Regions from separate parts of the Mus musculus genome. Here regions 1, 2 and 4 are each linked to region 3. Evidence: chromatin contacts called from public Hi-C and HiChIP or PLAC-seq data. All regions are on one chromosome and are shown on one strand. The core of a region is the stretch at or near the end of the contact, and the rest is flanking DNA. Distances in the headings are between cores, read along the strand shown. Region 1 has its middle 280 kb from the start of Ube2cbp. Region 2 overlaps Ube2cbp (ubiquitin-conjugating enzyme E2C binding protein). Region 3 holds the start of Tpbg (trophoblast glycoprotein). Region 4 has its middle 300 kb from the start of Ube2cbp.

Evidence for each region. A called contact is a pair of places that touch in the nucleus more often than the background predicts. HiChIP or PLAC-seq counts read pairs in DNA pulled down with a chosen protein or histone mark.
Region 1: a contact with region 3 is called in an H3K4me3 HiChIP or PLAC-seq map of neural tube, with 4 times the contacts expected there. The contact joins the enhancer-like site here to the promoter of Tpbg in region 3. A contact is called at or near these places in 5 of 39 promoter capture datasets (the 3T3-L1 cell line, cranial neural crest, liver and 2 more), 1 of 484 Hi-C or Micro-C datasets (cerebellar granule neurons), 13 of 115 datasets of contacts at active chromatin or transcription factors (the NIH/3T3 cell line, astrocytes, craniofacial prominence and 10 more) and 2 of 9 other capture datasets (embryonic trunk and liver).
Region 2: an H3K4me3 HiChIP or PLAC-seq map of forebrain shows a contact between it and region 3, with 9 times the contacts expected there. The contact joins the enhancer-like site here to the promoter of Tpbg in region 3. A contact is called at or near these places in 13 of 39 promoter capture datasets (the 3T3-L1 cell line, 3T3-L1-derived adipocytes, the C10 cell line and 10 more), 2 of 484 Hi-C or Micro-C datasets (nephron progenitors and urothelial organoids), 15 of 115 datasets of contacts at active chromatin or transcription factors (astrocytes, craniofacial prominence, embryonic brain and 10 more) and 1 of 9 other capture datasets (adipose tissue).
Region 4: a Hi-C map of cerebellum shows a contact between it and region 3, with 1.5 times the contacts expected there. The contact joins the enhancer-like site here to the promoter of Tpbg in region 3. A contact is called at or near these places in 7 of 39 promoter capture datasets (the 3T3-L1 cell line, cranial neural crest, embryonic stem cells and 3 more), 2 of 484 Hi-C or Micro-C datasets (cerebellar granule neurons and cerebellum), 11 of 115 datasets of contacts at active chromatin or transcription factors (the NIH/3T3 cell line, embryonic hindbrain, embryonic limb bud and 6 more) and 2 of 9 other capture datasets (liver and pancreatic islet).

Annotation. Positions count from the first base shown.
Region 1 is chr9:86,185,654-86,188,901 of GRCm38.p6, forward strand. No RefSeq gene overlaps it. Among named protein-coding and RNA genes, the nearest start is that of Ube2cbp, 280 kb to the right of the region's middle. RefSeq lists an enhancer at 656-2,723. Within about 2 kb of position 1,613, at least 13 of the 459 cell types and tissues checked have an H3K27ac peak or open chromatin away from gene starts, as enhancers often do. A contact at or near this core is called in astrocytes, neural stem cells and neural tube, where this site is marked.
Region 2 is chr9:86,323,622-86,326,695 of GRCm38.p6, forward strand. All of the region lies in intron 9 of Ube2cbp (ubiquitin-conjugating enzyme E2C binding protein), which reads right to left. Among named protein-coding and RNA genes, the nearest start is that of Ube2cbp, 140 kb to the right of the region's middle. Within about 2 kb of position 1,745, at least 7 of the 459 cell types and tissues checked have an H3K27ac peak or open chromatin away from gene starts, as enhancers often do.
Region 3 is chr9:85,841,410-85,844,472 of GRCm38.p6, forward strand. It overlaps Tpbg (trophoblast glycoprotein), which reads left to right and starts at 1,443. Exons shown (of 2, transcript NM_001164792.1): 1 at 1,443-1,546; 2 at 2,242-3,063. The coding sequence starts at 2,571. It overlaps LOC115487186 (a long non-coding RNA gene), which reads right to left and starts at 2,271. Exons shown (of 2, transcript XR_003948199.1): 1 at 2,189-2,271; 2 at 1-1,806.
Region 4 is chr9:86,165,506-86,168,718 of GRCm38.p6, forward strand. No RefSeq gene overlaps it. Among named protein-coding and RNA genes, the nearest start is that of Ube2cbp, 300 kb to the right of the region's middle. Within about 2 kb of position 1,351, at least 4 of the 459 cell types and tissues checked have an H3K27ac peak or open chromatin away from gene starts, as enhancers often do. A contact at or near this core is called in cerebellar granule neurons and cerebellum, where this site is marked.

The DNA.
Region 1 (3,248 bases), core at 363-2,862, 340 kb after region 3:
CTTTAGATTAGAATTAGGAAATGCTCCTTATCAACCTGATTGTGCTGAATTAGAAGGAATCTAGTGCAGATTGTCTGACAGCAAGGCTGAGCAGGAATAGGTGAATCTCTGACAAGATGGTTCAGCCAGCACCAGGTATAAGTGCATATGATGAGAGGGAACCACATATAACACAGAGTGACCAACCCATGGCTCCAGCCACATATGTGGCAGAGAATGGCCTTGTCAGATATCATTGGGAAGAGAGGCCCTTGGTCCTGTGAAGACTTGATGCCCCAGTGTAGGGGAATGCCAGGACAGGGAAATGGGAGTGGGTGGGTGGGGGGGGGGGGGAACACCCTTAAAGAAGCAGGGGGAGGGGGAACCAGGGTAGGGGATAACATTTGAAATGTAAATAAAGAAAATATATAATAAAAAAATCAAAAAGAAAAGAAAAGAAAGGAAAGGGAAGGGAAGGGAAGGGAAGGGAAGGGAAGGGAAGGGAAGGGAAGGGAAGGGAAGGGAAGGGAAGGGAAGGGAAGGGAAGGAAAGGAAAGGAAAGGAAAGGAAAGGAAAGGAAAGGAAAGGAAAGGAAAGGAAAGGAAAGGAAAAGAAAAGAAAAGAAAAGAAAAGAAAAGAAAAGAAAAGAAAAGAAAAGAAAAGCACAAGACTTGTTGGGAAGAAGGCATTCATTAGGAGAAAAAGGGAGTCAGACAGAAACCACTAATGTGTATTATACACATGTATGAAACGATCAAATCATAAAATTTGTTAAAGAAAACTTAAAAAAAAAAGAAGAAAACTTAAGAAATAATGAATATTCCTCACTTTGAAGAAGCAAGTATGGTCTTTATCAATAACAGAATTGCTATCAAGAGACAGAACAGGAGGTAAGAAGAGATCCTTCCAGTCAACACAACCCTGCAGTGTTTTGACTTATGAACACCCAGGACTACATCTAACGCATGGAGCCAGCTAGCAATCCACGAGTGTGTAGAAAGCATTTGAAAACTGTTAAGTCACTCTGGAAACTCAGGTTTGTACAAGATGATAAATAGCTCTTCCTCCCTGGCACGCAGAGCATGTCCATCACTGAATTAATTATCAAAGCCTAGAAAAACAACCCTAGCAACAACCCTTGCAGCAAGCACAGCTTGGAAATGCTGATGCAAAGATGGAACCCGCAGGAAATGACCTATGAGAATACAGTGTGGTCTAACACCAAGTTCGGAAACCCAGCTAGGGCCTCTTTGCACTTAAGCTATGAAACCAGGAAAAGCAAACAGAACGGATTTGACAGACCCCCAAATAAAACCTTAGCTCGTTCTTTTGGGGAATCACAACACAATGAACCCTTGACTGTGTCATCCCTAGCTCAGACTGCATTCAAAACACAACACCCAGCAGGGTATTTATCCCAGTATCCTTAGCCCAAATACAGATTTCCATAAAATCAATTAATCTTTGGGATGAAGAGGTCTTTGGGGGTCATGAAACGCAACCTCTCACCCAATACTCCCAGAGCTAGAAGATTATCCAGCCTATGCATCCTGCTGTGGCGCTTACCATTGTGGAGGGCAGCTCTTTCCACTGATGAATAGCCACAGTTATTAGAGTTGCTAATATTGGGCTGAAATCTGGCCCCTGGTAATTGCCACCCACTGGTCCTAGCTTTGTCCTCTGAAGCATTTCAGTGTCTCACCCCTCACTATCACCATGACAACTCTTCAAATATGTAAAGGCAAAGAAATCCCCATGCAGGCTGTGCACTCTCTGCTTTCGGCTCTCTTCATTTAGAAGAGGCCCTTTACCCTGTCAAGACACTGTCCTCTGACTGTATCAATGATCAATGTCAATGTTGAGATATACTTATCAGAACCTGAGACAGTATTGCAACCAGTGCCCCGTTCGGATGCCCCTGCACTCTCTCTCTCTGAGGGAATGTAGAGTTATCTACAGGAGAGCAGACTGCTATTCAATCCTGTTTCACTTGTAGTACCTACTGCCAGCGCAGAAATGGTTGCACTCAATCCTGACATCCTGGGCAGAAGTTTTCAAAATAAACATTAGGTTATAAAGTTGACTTCCATCTCAGTAAATGGCTTCAGCGACTCAGGATATGAAAGGTTGTACACTAAGCATTATGGGGCATTCAAGATGTTTAGATCTGATAGAAAAACAATCAAGTGCACAAATAGATTATACAAAATAATTACAGGAAGAAATGAGATAAAAGATCTGGCATGGAGGAAGACCACGGTGTGTGCGCGGTCTCAAAGGCTGTACAGAGGTGGGAAGACGCAGGAACTGATGTTTTGAAGGATGGGTTAGACGTTAATGAGTGGAGAAGAACACAGCAGGCGAGGGAGGCTTAAGACAACGAAAGAAATGGAAGGCTAGGATCCCTGCAGGAAATAACAGCTCCATCGGGCTGACATGCAGAGGCAAGAGGTGAAGGAACGGGACCCAAAAGTCCAAAAGCAGTTGGAAGGAGCTGGATATTTTTAAACACAACATTGCCAATTATGCTAACTCCCTAAATTTGACAGATCACCATCATTGGTAATGACTTTTTCTCTCAGTCTGGGGATTTTCTAAGAACTTCGTTCCCATCTTTTTAATATACTCAAATTGAATCTGGCCACACAAACACTAGGGAAATCACACATGTGGACAGTTTGCTAAATACTGCAAACAACAAAACTTTTATTTTCTCCAGTGCTGCTTACGTGCCAAACCATGTGTTGTGCTTTACGAGTTCATACTTCTGTGAGTGCCTCTATTGATGAAGAATGAGTTCATACTTCTCTGAGTGCCTCTATTGATGAAGAATGAGTTCATACTTCTCTGAGTGCCTCTATTGATGAAGAAGAGTGCTTCTTTTCTAGTAGGAACTGAGCCACAAAGAGCTTGGGGCAATTGCCAATATACACAGCTAACAGGTAAAAGAGTTAAGATTTGAAGCTAGAGGCACAGGGTTCATGAGTTCTACCCTTCTGCCTTTCCACCATAAATATGTGTGCGACCCTTTCCTAAACAACCTGTTTATAATTTCACTGATTTAAGGGTTTATTTTTTTAAGGTTTCTTCCCTACAGGATGAGCTAAAGCAACTTTTCTGGGTCTGTGTCTAGCCCGTCATCTTCCAGAATTCTCAAACCGAGTTATATACTGATTGTGAGGCTCCATTAACGTGTTGCAGCCGGGCACTAAGAGTCATTTTAGCAACTAAACCATACTCTATGGTTAAGCAAAGGAAAACTTGCCTGA
Region 2 (3,074 bases), core at 495-2,994, 480 kb after region 3:
CTTTAGACTACCAATACCGACTATTAAGTAAATGTGCACAATAACTCTCAAGGATTCTGTTTATAACATTAAACAAGTGCAGAGACAAAAATAGTAGGGGAGGGTCAGTGGGTACCAATCTTTTCAGCTATGTTCCTGTAAGCCAACCAGCACACACGGAACCTCAGCTTCAGTTATCTGAGCAGAATCAGCAGGGCACATAAGAAGCCTGTTTCCTGCTTTTTACTTATGGAGAAATCCAATATTACACATCTGATAGTAGAGAGAACAATGTAACTAGCATGCATTTATTATCCATTAATAAAAATGGCCAACTGGGGATGTATTTATACTTGCTTAGCATGCGCAAAGCCCCTGACTCAATCACCCCGTCTACCCCAACTCAAAACCAAACACAACAACCTGACAGCACACACTCGTTATTGTTTTACTCAAATTCCTGCCATAGGTCAGTTTTGGAGTACATCCATTCTTGTTATTTCAAAGATGTTTCGAATATGTCAATCAACATGTCTCCAGCAGAAAGACGGGGCATCAAGTGAGGGATGGGGTTGCCATTCCACAGTCAAAACTCTGACCCATAATTGCCCCTGTCTGAAAGAACTGCAGGGGTAGAAATGGAGAGGAGCCTGAGAAAAAGAAAGTCCAGCAGTGGGATCCAGCTCAAGGAGAGGTCCCAAGGCCTGACATTATTACTAAGGCTATGGAGTGCTCACAAAAAGGGACCTATCGTGACTGTCCTCTGAAAGACACAACAAGCAGCTAAAAGAGTCAGATGCAGATATTTGCACCCAACCAATGGACAGAAGCTGCTGACCCCTGTGGTTGAACTAGGGGAAAGCTGGAAAAAGCTGAGAAGGAGGGCAATCCGGTAGGAGGACCAGCAGTCTCAACCAGGACCCCCAAGATCTCTCAAACACTGTATTACCAACCAGGCAGCATACACCAGCTGATATGAGGCCCCCAACACATATACAGTGGAGGAGTGCCAGGTCTCATCAGTCAGAGATGATGCATCGAATCCTCAAGATACTGAAGGCCCCAGGGAGTTTAGAGGTCTGGTGGGGTGGGGACATCCTCGTGGAGACAGTGCATGGGGAGGAGGTATGTGATATGGAACAGCCGGAGGGTGGACTGGGAGGGGAATAAAATCTGGAGTGTAAATAAATAAATAATAGATTTTTAAAAAAAAATTAACCCACAAAGCCATGAGAATACCTAAACTATTAATAATATTCACTATCATCTAATATCCAGTTAGTAACTCAAGCTTCTAGGCTACTTACACAGTGTTTTAACAACTGATGCTTGTCAGATTCCACAGTTGGCTCCAGAATAACAACGGATGGAGTCACATGTGTTTTGAGTTTCTTTTAAATTCTAAATTGCTCAAACACCCCCACTCCCACTTCTTCTGCTTTGTGATTTCTATTTTAGACAGACTTTTGCTTTGTAGAGTTTTCCATTTACTGGAATGTGGTGTGTGTTTTGTTTTTATTTTTAGTGTCATTAGAAATTTATGCATTTAAAGCACTTTAATCCCTTGCAGTTATGCTCATCACAGCTCAGACTGTTCCCTCTTTGAAGTGAGAACCACTGCAACCCAGACTCCAGGTCTGATACACAAAATCCCGGTACTGTACGAAAATGTGGTGGCTGTGATGTTTGCTTTCTGGTAGGATATAACTCAGTCTCTCGCGCGCTTCTAGCCTACAGTGGAATGGCCTTGTTCCAAAAGGACTGTGCTCCATCTTAGGGAGGTGGCACTTAGTGGCCTCCCCAAAAGCTGTTCCTGTCTCTAAGGCACTTTGAACACAGCTCTGCACAGGGGCTAGTGCCTCTCTCCATCTGAGAAGGAGCCACTGTGTTCCTGTTTCAATTCGCAGTAAGAAAACACCTGGCTACCACTGTTCTTGCCTCCTGGTCAGAAGCAGGTCCCAGACTCCCAGAGCTACATCTTGCCTGCTTCCCTGAGTGGGACGGGCTAGAAAACAGCACCTTAGCAAACAATGCCCCCCCTTGACAGATTCTAAAAGCAAAGTGCCTGAATCCCATTCTTTCCACTGCAACTAAAAGGAAAATTTTAAGTTCCATGATCAGAAGGCCAGAATGGGAAAATAATATTTCTGTATTGAACACTTAATTAAAAAAAAATAAGTAAAGATACTGTTTTGTGGAGCAAAGTAAAAATGAAACAAAACAAAAACAAAAAAGCATCAAACAAACAAAAAAAGAAGCATGCAGAAGAAATGACTGCATTTAGAAGTCTCACCAGGAAATATCCCTGGGTACGAATTGAAAAGGTGTCTCAAGAATTCCAGATGGGACAGGTTCCTGCAGAGTTACATCAACAATGGAAAGAAGCACTGGTCTCATCCCCTGGAAAGGCGAAAGTACTGGAAAGCTACCCCAAAGAAAACTGAGGGAGTTCTGAATCTCTGCTAATTATCAGCATTGGAAAACACTCTGAGCATCACAGGGAAGAAAAAAAAAATCAGGAAACATAGGGACACATTTCATGTTTCTGAGATATAGATCAAATTTATGCAGATGGCAGAAGGTTTCTCAGTTTCAGGTCTGCAGTGAAACCTCACGCTTGAGGCATACCTGGTGGTGGTGGGTACCAGGGATCCTACAACCAATCACTAAACAGACGCCTTGCAAACGAAGAGAAACCCAAACCCAAACCAACCGAATAGCACCTGGAAAGAGGTAAGAATCTCTGGGCTGGAAATGAAGATGAAACTCAAAATGAGGTATTCATTATCACAAGAGTAAGAGAGACCAGCAACCTCACAAGCCAGCCCGGATAATGGTTTCACAGGTGAGATACGGCAACCCCACAGGACCGCCTGATGATGGCTTCACAGATGACAATACAAACAACGTAGCAGGGGTTCGGTCCCACAGTGCAGACCCCTGCGGCACGTTAAATAAGCATCCGCCATGCAATCCAGCACTCTCATTTCTAGACATTTACCCAATGGAAATGCAAACACATTCATAAGAAAGATTTTACCAACTTATTTATAATAGCTTTCTTCAAAATAGCCCCAAACAGAAGACAAAAGGCA
Region 3 (3,063 bases), core at 193-2,692:
AGTTTTAGCACGTGTATGGGTTTACATAACCATCGTCATGATTGCCATACATATGACTTCAGCTTCTGAGTCGGTTTTTTTTTCCCCTCAAAGCTTTTCACATTTATACTGCAAAACACTTTTAAAAATAAGAGAAAGGGATTTAGATAAATGTGCTGAAGATGCAAATTAATGAAACTGTCTTTTTGCACAAATCTCTGCAGTCTCCAGGCTCTGCAGCTTTTTTTCCTGGGCCATTTTGGCTGGTGTTTCTGTGGACTATCTTTCCACAGAAAGAAACAGCCATAGACTCAGAATTGGACCGCCACAGTCATGATGCATGTTGTGGGGAACAATCCCCGGCTTCCTTAACTTGATACTTTTATTATACTGGGTCTTCTTTTTCCCAGCCTTATCTCTCCTATCGTTTCTCTCTCTAAAATGAAATAGTCTGTAATCACCCACACCTTTTAACTTGGGGAAAATTTGACTGAGGAAAAGCAGATAAGACTTTTTGAGAGAGCAATGAGAGGGCGTTCGGGACTCCAACTCTCTCCAGACTTAATGACATTGGTCCTATAAGCATTCCAGTCGTTTCCCTAATCCATCATCCGGCGCCTGCCAGCGCCCCCTGGGAGACAGACTTTGGGACAAACTTCTTTCCCAGGTCAGCCCGCCCACCTCCCGCCGCGAGCGCTCCCTGCGTAAGTGACTTGTGCTGACACAACGCACCGCATCTGGTGTAGGGAGCTTTCCGGGTGACTCACGTCTTTGCAATTTGCTTTTGTTTCTGGGGTGTTTTAGCTGCAATTTTCTTCCCTCTGGTTTTAATTTTGAGAGGAGGGGGGAAAAAACCACCCATAATGAATCAAGAATGAGTGTCCTTTCCAGTAACCCTCCCCCACTTTAAAGTTGACTGTCTTTACAAGTTTGATAACTACCCTAGACGTGCGGGGGCGGCACAGGTAGGAAGGCATTAACTAACTACCTCATAAACTGAAGTTGCCAGCCAAACCGAGCCACGAGAGAGGAGACTTTCTGAATCTCCCTCACAACCCAGGCGTTTGCCGCGGCGGATGTAACCTGTGCAGCTCCTTCTTCTACTGCTGCTTTGCTCACGCTTAAATCCCTCTCCTCACTGCCAGCGGTGCCAGAAGCAGCGTGAATTCCAAGAGGTCCACCAGCGGTTTTGTTTCTGTCCGAGGTAAATACGCTATGCAAAATACGGAACCACCAAAGGATGCCGGGGAGGGGGAACAGAAGGGGAATCCCTCACCTTCTCGGGATGCGTTGCTCATTTATCTCCGCCTAGGGGAGTCGCCCAGCCTAGGTTGCCCCTCGTATCCCTCCCTGAAGCCCCTACCTGGGGCAGCAGAGGTGGCCAGCGCGGCGGCGATCTCTCCTGCAGCCCTGGCCCTCCCCCGCCCCCCGGCTTGGTTTTTCCCAGCCGTGGAGGTTGGGCCAGGGGCTGGGGTTGAGAGGAGAGTCGGCGCCCGCAGCAGGAGCTGGGAAGGCGCGTGGACTCGGGTGGCCCTCGGAGTTGGCTTTGCAGGCGCGGGGTGCGGAGGTGAGCAGTGGGGACCGAGCGGCCAGGTTTGGAGCCTGGAGGCGGGACCAGGGTTCCTTTCTATACTAGGGCGTGAAGAGAGCCGGGGGGGGGGGGGTCCTGGCTGCCACACCGCCCACGGTCCCACGGCCGCTTTGTTGGCGGGTTCCCTCCGTTTTTCTGGAGATGTCTGGATCCTCTCGGGATCGGGGAGCTGGGTGGCCAGGAACTGGGGAGTCGAGAGTAGGCGACAGCTGTACGGCTCTGCTCCCCTTTTCACACTAATCCAAGGAGGTACCAAAAAAAAAAAAAAGCTCTTAAGAGTCCCGTAACCCGAAACTTCGCTCTCATCCCAAGGTGGGAGGGGGAGGAGCGGCGGGGGCGGGGACCCCGGAAGGCAGGTGGTCGGCCGGGGCGGTAGGAGCTGGGATCCGGAAAAAGGAGAAGTTTGCTCGCTGGACACCGCGGGGTCTGCGTGAAGTTCTAGGCGGGAGGAGGGCAATCCGGGCAGGAGCCAGGCGGGAGGTGGCCCGGGTCCTGATGGTGTGGGCCCGGAAGAGGTAGGCTTAGCGCCTGGGAGTGGGGACCGCGTCCCACTAGGGAGGAAGGACGCACACAGAAGCTTGGGCCGGGTTGCTAGTGTGGGGACTACTTGGTTCGTACTCGGGGAGCTGCGGCCGTCACTCCTCCTCACGCTTCTCTCCCGCTTGTCCCAGGTCGCTCATCCGATCCTGCCCTGAGAGAGGCGCCAACAAAGGAGTTGAGGAGGTGCCACCCACCCCAGCTGCGGCGGGAGGAGGAGCGCCAAGGCCCGTGTCCCGACCCGCCGTGCGTACTCACTGGAGGGAAGGGCGGGGTGCCGCTCCGGGAGGGGGACGCCCGGTGGCTCGGGGTTAGCCAAGTTCCAGCTTTTGGCGTCCCCTCCTCTGCTCCCACGCGAGGAAAGTTTGCCGTCGACGCTTGCGGCCGGCTCGCGCCCGCCGGGCCCAGGCGGTCGAGTCTTCGGAGCGGGCGCTGTCCCAGCTCCGGGGAACCGCGAGCCGCGATGCCTGGGGCGGGCTCCCGGGGCCCCTCCGCCGGGGACGGACGGCTGAGGTTGGCAAGGCTGGCGCTAGTGCTGCTGGGTTGGGTCTCCGCGTCGGCCCCCAGCTCTTCGGTACCCTCGTCTTCCACCTCCCCGGCAGCCTTCCTGGCCTCGGGGTCTGCGCAGCCTCCGCCAGCCGAGAGATGCCCCGCGGCGTGCGAGTGCTCCGAGGCGGCGCGCACGGTTAAGTGCGTGAACCGCAACCTGCTGGAGGTGCCGGCGGATCTACCGCCTTACGTGCGCAACCTTTTCCTTACCGGCAACCAGATGACCGTGCTCCCGGCGGGCGCCTTCGCCCGCCAGCCGCCGCTCGCCGACCTGGAGGCGCTCAACCTCAGCGGCAACCACCTGAAGGAAGTGTGTGCAGGTGCCTTCGAGCATCTGCCGGGTCTGCGCCGGCTTGACCTCAGCCACAACCCTCTCACCAACCTCAGCGCCTTCGCCTTTGCGGGCA
Region 4 (3,213 bases), core at 101-2,600, 320 kb after region 3:
TGATCCCATCTCTTCCACTGGATATGCCTTGGAAAGTGTCTCTCATTTTAAGGCCTCAGTGACTAGAATGATCTTATCTAGGTAACTTTAGCCACGTCTGAGGAAGTCCCCTTGCCATGAAGTTAGTATGTCCACAGATTCCAGGGATCAGAGCACAGGCTCTATGGAGGGGCTATTTTCCTTCCTACTACAGAAGGGAAGACTGGGTCTCCTCCAGAAAGAGTTACATCCACACTGCATCCATCTCCATCTTCCCTGAATCATCAGATGCCCTTCTCCTTAAGTTGGAGGTCCCCCTTCTACTCTGCTCCCAATCTTTCACAAGATGCTCTGAACTTTATGGAGATGGTTCCTTTTTCTCTTCCAACTCATAAAAATCCCTTCACAATCACACTCAGTATAAGTTCCATCCCTTGTCTATGGTTTAAATTTTGTAACCTGTGAGCTTGGATTTCTCTTTGTTTACATATACACACACACACACACACACACACACACACACACACACACACACACACATGGGGGGGAGGGGGGAGCTACTACAGCAGATTCTCCCTCTTTGTTTCTAGGTAATATCACAGAAAGATGTTCAGAGACAAATACATGGCAAAGCAAGTATATAGTTTATAGACAAATACACACGCACACACACACACACACACACATGCACACAAGTGTTTAAGCGAAGTTATCAGGTGTATCAAATAAAATAGGTTGTAAAAAGAATTTTCCAAAACGAGTCATTAAGTATGCTCATAAAGAGTCATTCTGAGCATGTTAGAGATGGAATTTGATAGAATTTGATTGTTTCATCTAATTAATTCATATGGAAACTGAGGCTGGATAATGTAAAGATGGGTGAGAATATGAAGGTCAGGTTTATTTACTGGGTAGGTGGAAAACAGCTTGAATCATTGAACAACACTATTCAGGATCCCCAGGAAAAGAAGCTTACACGATCAGGCTTCTGATCACACTCTAGCTCATAGCTTAACCTTGAGAGTGGAGAATGGCCACAAGCCAGTGGAGCAGAAGGCCAGAGGAGGGAACAGTGTCCCTCAGCTGATGGAGCATGCTGACAATAATAACCAAGCCCACGTGGTCTCTCAAGCAGCAGTGATTCGGTTCAGCATGGCTTCCTCTGAGCTGTGTACATTTTAAGCAAGTTCAGGCTCAGCCTGCTGGGTACTTTTTTTTTTTCTTTAATAAATAGGCAGGTTGATAATCTTTCTTTTGAGAATCTCACCTCTGATGCTCAAATGAATTTAAATCAGTACTTCTGCACCACATAGAGAAACAGGTAGAGGCAGCTCACCTCCTCACATGGACTGTCCCTTGCTGCTGCTTAAATCCCTCTCTTCCCACACCAGTGAGCAGGTGGGGGGGGGGGGTTAAGGAAGTGATACAAGTACTTCTACTCATGTCTCCCTCAGCCTTTGACATCACTCATGCTCACATGTGCTCCTGCCTCAAAAGAAGAGGGGCAAACAAGGGGAACTATAAAGGCTTTTTAGATAAACTAACACTCTCCTGCACAGTGGTGGAATTTTAAATTTGATTTTAACTCTAGGAGTGTGTAAAGTTTCACATACAATCTGGTTCAGATATCATATCTTACCTGATACCACCCATAAGAAAAAGGATCCAGAAGGGTTTTGATTTGTTTGATTTGTTTTGTTTTGGGGTTTTGTGTGTGTGTGTGTGTGTGTGTGTGTGTGTGTGTGTGTTGTTTTGTTTGTTTCTTTGTTTTGTTTTGTTTTTTGAGGCCTTTAGGCACCTGGGTCCTAGTGTAAGCAAAGGTTTTAGGGAGATTTCAAGAACTGGCAATCATAAATTATACAGGCACTTCATTACAGACCGCAGTCAGAGATGCTCGCTGTCGCTGCATCTCAAATCAGCATTGCATGATTGAAACACCAGTGTGTACAAATCACAAATCAAACTGCTGAAATGTTTGATTCCAAGGACAACTGATGAACACCGAATCTTTCAACATCAACAACAAAAATGTATGGATTTCAGATTCTAACAAGCTGTCATCTGGCAGGGGGGTTGAGACTAAAGCTAACATCGTGGGCTTGTGTACAGCAGAGTTGGCTTGTGAGCAGCCACTGATTGGATTATGCATTATGCCTCTTTTCTTCTGGCTCCCTCCAACACACATACTCTATAAGAGGCTAGAGGTGTCTTGGTCAAATAGGCAGGCTCCTATATGTATGGCCACATTAGCGATGCGGTCAGAATCTAATACATTTTTTGTTTTGTTTTGTTTTTTCTAGACAGGGTTTCTCTGTATAACCCGGGCTATCCTGGAACTCACTTTGTAGACCAGGCTGGCCTCGAACTCAGAACTCTGCCTGCCTCTGCCTCCCGAGTGCTGGGATTAAAGGCATGCGCCACCACACCTGGCACATTTTTAATACATAAAAAAAAAAAAATCAGCTTCCCAAGACTTTGGTTTTCCATTCAAGAAAAGCCCAAGAGCCCTTTGAAGATAATGAATCCCAATGATATTAGCAAAGGAAAAAAATCAAGCCCCGCCTCTCTCTTCCTCCCTCCCTCACCTCTCCTTCTCTCCTCCCTCTTCCCTCCTCTTTCTTATTCTTGTTCTCTGTAGGGTTTCAAGGAATTATAGGCAGCATCACTATGCCCAGTGAATTTCTAATTTTTTAAATCTGAATTTCCATTATACACATATATACATTTATGTATATACTGAATGTTATTCTATAATTCTGCTACATTCACTAAGCTGATTCTACCCTTTTACCCCTCTTTCTGTTGATGTGGCATACCACCCTGGCTTATTTGCATAGGTTGGACTGTCCTGCTGTACTCACAGAGTTGGATGCCACTTGATGAGTGACCCCTATAATGTGTCAGTGTTTCTAGTTTTTTTGCTTTTTTTTTTTTTTTTTTTTTTTTTTGCTCATCAGGGATATTGGCCTATAATTTTCTTTTCTGGTCATGTTCTTTTCTAGCTTTGGTATCAGAGTAACACAGAGCTCGGAAAATAAGCTTAGAAGTGTTTCTTCCTCTTCAATATCGTGAACAAGTTTGAGAATAAGCAGCATTCAGTCGCCTTTGTGTCTGGTAGGGTTCACGAAGGAAGCCATGCAGCAGGATCTTTTGCAGGGTCCGTGGCCCCAGTCCCTGGACTCTGAACAGTGGTGCTGACAATTTACCCATGCATTTGCATAAAACTTTTCTCTT